Linked DNA regions of Mus musculus: region 1 is linked to region 2. A link is a contact called in public HiChIP or PLAC-seq data. All regions are on one chromosome and are shown on one strand. Each heading gives the region's core, a stretch centred on a gene start, on an enhancer-like site or on the middle of the called end of the contact. The rest is flanking DNA. Distances are from core to core; before and after follow the strand shown.

The links. HiChIP or PLAC-seq counts read pairs in DNA pulled down with a chosen protein or histone mark.
Region 1: an H3K27ac HiChIP or PLAC-seq map of regulatory T cell precursor shows a contact between it and region 2, with 8 times the contacts expected there. The contact joins the promoter of Bmpr2 here to the promoter of Cflar in region 2. A contact is called at or near these places in 1 of 39 promoter capture datasets (liver), 1 of 484 Hi-C or Micro-C datasets (uterus), 3 of 115 datasets of contacts at active chromatin or transcription factors (bone marrow-derived dendritic cells, extraembryonic endoderm stem cells and regulatory T cell precursor) and 1 of 9 other capture datasets (liver).

What each region holds. Positions count from the first base shown.
Region 1 is chr1:59,762,802-59,766,076 of GRCm38.p6, forward strand. It overlaps Bmpr2 (bone morphogenetic protein receptor, type II (serine/threonine kinase)), which reads left to right and starts at 1,478. Exons shown (of 13, transcript NM_007561.4): 1 at 1,478-1,927. The coding sequence starts at 1,852.
Region 2 is chr1:58,711,741-58,715,294 of GRCm38.p6, forward strand. Cflar (CASP8 and FADD-like apoptosis regulator) reads left to right here and starts at 1,546. Exons shown (of 10, transcript NM_207653.6): 1 at 1,546-1,919.

The DNA of each region.
Region 1 (3,275 bases), core at 228-2,727, 1.1 Mb after region 2:
CGCGCACGCACAGCAGGCCGGCGTGTGCGATCTTAAGTTTTCTCTCCGGTCTCGCGTGCTCGCAATTGCTCAGCAGCCTTGTCATCCAAGAGGGCCCCGGGGATGGCTGTTCGAGGAAAGCCCGACCCAGACTAGCGCACACACGTCAGCTTCGCGGTCTTCATGACTGAGGCAGGAGGCTTTTGTTTGGGCCGCGACGGGAGGGGGACCCGACGAGGCCCGGGTCTCGGCTCCTGGGAAAGGCGGCTCGGTCGGGATTCTCAGGGAAACCGAGGAGGATGCGCCCGCCGCCACCAACAACGACGGCGTGCCTTCGAGGCTTCTCGCCCACCTTCCCGGGTAGCCTTTAACCTACGTTAAACAAAAGATTGTGGCCGCCCTCCCTTACACGCTTGAACAGATCGCACGGCGTCCACGTGCGGAGCGTTCGCCTGTGTGAGGAAAGGGACCTAGGCTGCCCACCCGCAGCCCACGACAACCCTTCCCTGCACTGGGCGCCCAGGCGAGAGACGCCGCGCGAGGGCCTCACTCTCCAGCAAGCCTGGGAGTGAGGGGCGGGGCCGGGCGGGGCCGCGGGCGCGCAGGCGCAGTGCGGCTCAGTGGCGCCGCCGCCGCCGCCGCCGCCGCCGCCCGCGCTGCACCACAGGCCCGAGACAGACAGGGGTCGGCTGGAGAGCCGGAGACTGAGAGGAGGCGGCGGCGGGGGCGGGGCGACTCCGGTGACCGGGAGCGCCTCAGACTGGCAGCTGCGGCGACTCCCCCCTTTGTGTCTGGTCTGCTTGGAACCGCTGGAGGTGCTTCCCGGAGGGGCTCGGGGTGTTTCGCAAGCTCAGCTGCCCACCCCCTTCCTCGGCCACCTACGTCCGTCTTCCCGCCGCCCCCCGCCCTCGGCCCGCGACGCCCGAGCTCCGCCCGGAGCCCAGAGCTGCGGAGAACGAGGCGGCGGCGGCGGCGGCGGCTTTCTCCAGAGGGGCTGTGATTCGCTCCCGCAAGCCATCGACGGGAGGAGACCCGGTTTTCATGGTGGAATTTACTTCAGGCAAGAGCGAGGGGCTGGAGTAGCCGAGAGCGAGGCCGCGGGCGGAGCGCCCTCGAAGGGCCAGCCCCGCACCTCCCCGCGTGTCGCTCGCCCGGGCTCGCCGCGTCGCCGCGACCCTCCCCTCCCCCGCGCCCCGAGGCCCGGCCTGAGCGACCCTCGCGCGATTGTTCCGAGGAAGCTGTGGACTCGCCCATGGAAGCAGGCACCTTTTTCGACCCAGTCGGTGGGAAGGATTTGTTGATGTCGAAATCCGAGTGAAGGAAGCAACGAAGCGAAACTTTAAAAGGAACCCCACTGTCCTCGGAGTACGGAGCGATGCTACTCCGGCGGCCGGGCGCCGCTGCCTGCCCCGCTTCGCCCTTCCCGGCGGTCGGGAACTTGTTCTGATCCTCAGTGCTCCCATCGAGTCCCCGCCCTCCCCCCCCCCCCCCCCCCGGCACTCTGGATATGTTTTCTCCCAGATCTGGGTATTTTTTTGATATCGTGAAACTACGAGGGAAATAATTGCAGGGGTTTCTTCTGGGCTCCCTGCGTCTTCCCCATGGACATGCCTTCAATTTGGGGAGCCGAGACACCCCGTCCTAGGCGAATGAAGCCCCCCAGCCACGAGGGAGCGAAATGAAGGGAAATTCTGCAGTGGAATGAGAGCTCTACTAGCTAGGTCCTCGCATCTGCCATTTGTCCTTTCAAACTGCATTGTAATCCGGGCAGGATAAATCAGACGAAGAGCAGCCTCCTAGCCGGATTTCTCCGCCCGAATTTACTTTCCAGATTTCTTTTCTTTGCCCTCCTGCTTCTTTGCTGGCCCAGGGATGACTTCCTCGCTGCATCGGCCCTTTCGGGTGCCCTGGCTGCTATGGGCCGTCCTGCTGGTCAGCACTACGGCTGGTGAGTAGCCCTAGGTGGTATGTCCCAGCTCCTACTCCAGTGGGTGGCGAGGGAGAGAGCCTGCAGAGGCCGAGCCCTGTGCTCTCCCCTCGCAACGTGTGCTCTCGGATCCGGGTGGAGGAGCCAGCCAGGGAAATCACCTTCGGTGTTTGCGTGTTGTTTCCCGTCCCTACTCCCGTATTCCCTGACCCCTCCCCCACGGGGGGAAAAAGACATATTGGGTGTGGTATCTTGACATTTTTAGCTGTGAGGTAATGCAAGGATTAAAAATAATATTTTAATCACTAGTGAACTGTCTATTAGATTTTTGGAGATAAAGGTGGTTTTTTTACTTTGATGGAAAGAAGCAGATTTGGTTTACAATAAAAAGAACAACTAGACACACACTTGATTGAACCTTATTTTTACATTTAGATCACTCTTTGGGAATCCACATTACTTTTCGTTATTTAAAAATGTTACCTGAAAAAAAATGTTACCTGATGAATAGAGTAAACGTTGAGGAAGTCACTGTGTGAGAATCTTGATAACAGTGTATACTAACACAGTTGATGTCATCATTAATATTGTTTTGCTCCCAAGAATCTTAACTATTCTCTGTCTCTTTATCCTGGATATTCTTAACTTTGTATCCCTTTGGAATTACTGTTGGGCACAGAAGTGTTTTTGATAACTTTTCTATTAGTCATCTGGCGTCTGTTGGTTTTCCTGTCATTGAGACAATTTTGACCTCACATCAGACTTCGAGGAGATTTGACTCCTGAAAGTTCTTTGACATTTTCCTAACGTGTGAAAGGAAATGCTACTCCCCTTTCCTTTGGCCATTTCCTCTTTACTTCTCAATCGCCTTGAGAAAAAAACAACTCATATTCTCATTGCAGTTATTTTCAAGCAACAGTCTTCTGTGATTTGCTTTTAGAAAATTTCAGGAATGAATTCTTAAATAGTCACATGAAGTATGCATTTAAAATTGAGTACACAAAGTAATGGTTTTACAATTTTTTAAAAAGTAATTTTCACATTCAGTGAATTCTTCATTGCTGTATTAGACACAGAGATTACTTGTTTAATTTACATTTTAGATGTCTGTTCTGGGAAAATACTGAAAGAAAATTTGAAGTTCCCTTTTGTGAATTTGATACTATTGTCTATATTGATTAATATGTAGTATTTCATATTTTTAGTTATGAGTGTAGTCTTTAATGGCAAAGCCATTTCTCAAGCACCATTATATTTAGAGTTTTAATAATGAATCTATGTATTGTTAAAAATCATGGGAAATATGATTTGATTACATATTGAAACTTGATATTTTAATATTTTCGATTGTTTCAATTATCTTTGAAGC
Region 2 (3,554 bases), core at 296-2,795:
GCGGGCGGAGCCCGGGAGGGCGCGGAGGACTGTAGCTCCTTTACTGGCTTTGCTGGCTGGGTAAGAACCAGGGCTCAGGGCGACCACAGGTGGCAACAACTCCCAGTTCAAGGAGGCCTGGTGTGTTCAGGGGATGGGATCTTCAGGGAAGTGACCCTTAATGACCCTAAGGCACCCCGGAGCTGTAGTGACTGCATTGAGGACTGGAGGGAGCACCCATAAACCCCCAAGGGGGAGCATTCCTGTGTTCCTGTCGGAAAACTAAAGATTAACTTTGCTGGCCGAGCCACAATTAGTCAAGCACAAAACATCTAGAGAATTACTCATTTCCTGGAGTTGAACTGTCCAGTTTCCAGCTTTCCTTTCGAAAAGTTGGTTCTCTCTCTCTCTCTCTCTCTCTCTCTCTCTCTCTCTCTCTCTCTCCCTCCCTCTCTCTCTCTCTCTCTCTCTCTCTCTCTCTTTTGGTGGACAAGTTCGCTGGAAGTAAATTCAAGGAGTCTAATTAAATCCTCCGGGTTCAGGTAACCTTCGAAAAAAAATTTTTTAACAGTAAAAGGGGTGGGGCCAGAAGGGAGTGTCATATGTCAGGCCTTGACCAATAGGGATGATCTAAAATTTAAAACCTAAGAAGAGATTTTAGATAAAAGGTCGACCTCCTAGTTTACAAAAGGTTCTGAACAAAGCAGAAAGCTCAGCTCTCTGGTATCACAAACAAGCTTGGTTTGTAAGCAAATTATTTTTTTATTTTATTTTTTGGTATTCTGAGACAGGACTCTATTCTCTATACAGCCCTGGCTCTCCTTAAACTCACTGTGTAGCCCAGGCTGCCCTAGACTGTGCAGAGATCCACCTGTGTCTGCCTCCTGATTGGATTACTAGGATTAGAGAGTATGTCGCTATTAGTCACTGTTCCTGGGAGTCCACCAGAGATAACCACGTAGCCAAAGTTCATAGCCTATTGAAAGTCTTTATTCCAACCAGCTGGGATGACACTTAGGTACTGTGTGTATTCAGTGACCAATGTCCAGAGCACAGGGTTTCTGAAGGCAGAGACCTCACTTGGCAGCTGGAGCGGGGGGGGGGAGTGGGGGGGGGGTGGGGGGTGGGGGGCGGGGTGGGGCGCGGAGGTGGAGGCTTTGGGTAAGCAAGCGATTTGACCGCTAAAATCTTCTCTCAGCAGCCGACCCCACCCCCGCCCGCCCCCAAAGCTGGGCGTACACCACCACACTCAGCTTCAATGGATTTTTCCAGAAGTTTTATGTTGTACATTGTTTTTGATGACATTTAATTCTTTAGCAAGTCACCACTTGCTAACCTAGTTTCCCAAGCTGCGAGAAACCCGGGTGGGGGGTGGGTGGGTGGGAAGTGGGGTGTTTCCTTCCTTCAGAGAAGTAGCATGGGGGGCGGGATTTGGGGTATGTGCGGTCTTTGGGGTTTTCTTTCTTTTTTTTTTTTTTTTTTTTTTTTTTGAGCCTTGACTGGTCAGTTTCGCCCCTAGAGGCGGAAGTTGGCTTCCTCTCTGGCTTCCTGTAACTTTCCTCCGCCCTCTTGTTAGGATTGTGGAATTCAGCAATGGCCTCGATTCAGTTTTGGTGAAATGGCGGCCATTCTCATCTTCTCGGAGCCCTTCTCTTTGCTCACACTCGCGATTCTGCCCCCGCAAGAGTACTCTGGGGACGTCCTTATCGCTGGGAGAGAGCGGTCGCATCTCATTCCTGAACCTGTTGGGCTCGCTGGGCGCGTCACCTGGCTAGCAGCTTGGGCCAGCTCCGCAGGCTAACTTTCCTGGACGCCTACTGAAGAGTCTGCTCCTCTCTGTGTTCTTTCCAGTGTCTCGTTCGATCCAGTTTTCTGGTGGTCTCCAGCGAAGACAGGCGACAAAGCCGTTGTTGAGTGGGATGGGCCGGCGACCGCCCGGTGTGAGTAATCCCAGAACCCCTCCTATTCTTGCAGTTCCCAAAGGGACTTGGGAAGTTGGAGAGCTGACTCCTGATTAATGTAGGAAAGTGTTCGTTTCCTATCTTCCACTCTTGGTTCCTTCTGTGCTTTTTGGGGATCCACTCACAGCACCTCCAGACTTGTGGCACATTCAAATCCAAGTCTTTCTTGAAGAGAGCCAAAGACTTATTAAATTAAACTTGTTACTGGACTCAAATGCCTCCTTGTTAATTTAGTGTGTGACTCTGGATGGCGTGAAATTTCGAACAAGGTACTTGGGTGTTTTTTGTTTGTTTCTATAATCCCAGCGTAGAGGCTGCCTGGACAAAGCTCAAGGACAGCTTATCCTGGCAAGAAGCCTGCTGGCCAAGAGTGAGGCAGTGAGGGTTTGGCCCAGGGCCTTCCTATACTCAAAGCATTATTTCTCTTAAATCTCAGAAACAAGAAGCACTACCTGTGTTATGACGCCCTAGCTGACCTTCACCTCTGGGAAGACTTGACACCCCACCTGGGGCAGCTGTCTTGCTCCTTACTAAGGATTTTACTTCTTATTTTGCATTGCATTTTAATATCCAAAACCTTTCAGGCAAGTTATAATATAAATAAAATATACCTGCAAAGTAAATACAGACACTGCCCCCACCTCCCACGAGTCCATTCCCTAGCGACAGCCAGAGGTGGCTGGTTCTAGTCACATACATTGGTGTACTCAAATACAGTCTTTTGGTTGCCTTTAAAAAAATTGGGAATCTTCCCTTGGCCCCAGCCATCCAGCTCCTTTTCGTATTCTTTCTCCAAACAGTCTTTCAGAACAGATGTTTGTGGTGTTGTTTTTCTGTTTCCATCCTAGTTTCCCCTCCTTCCCCATCTTGTGCAGTGGCCACTTGGATTTGTTTCATTGGCTCTTTTTTTTTCTTTCTTTCTCCTCCCTCTTCAATTCTTAGCTTTGGGGAACAATTTCTTCCTTTGTGTCACTATTGAAAGAAAAAGACTGTGTGTGTGTGTGTGTCTGTCTGTCTGTGTGCCCTTGTCTTTCTAGGTAAAATTGAACTCTTTCTGCTCTTTGTACCTTATTCTATATTTATGCTCATTCGATGATCTGTACTCATAGCCACTTTTTCTTTGTCCATTTAATGCCAGAAAACAACAACAACAACAACAACAACAAAGACAACAACAACAAATCTTAGCTTCATTATTTTCCTCTTTCTGGGGTTTCTTTGGTTGAACACATTGAAAGAATTAAGTTCTGCCAACTCGGTATCAGATTTACCACTTATTCGAGACTGTGTTCTGCATTGAACTCTTCAGTTGAAGAAGACTGTGGTATCTTCTGATTTTTTTGTTTGTTTTTTGTTTTTTTTTCGAGACAGGGTTTCTCTGTGTAGGCCTGGCTGTCCTGGAACTCACTCTGTAGACCAGGCTGGCCTCAAACTCAGAAATCCGCCTGCCTCTGCCTCCCAAGTGCTGGGACTAAAGGCGTGCGCCACCACACCCGGCTGTATCTTCTGATTTTGAAGACAGCACTTCACTATAGCCCAGGCTGGTTTGCAACTCACCACGCAGCACAGATTGGCCTTGAATTCTCCAAATCCTCCTCAGCTTCCCAAGCGCGA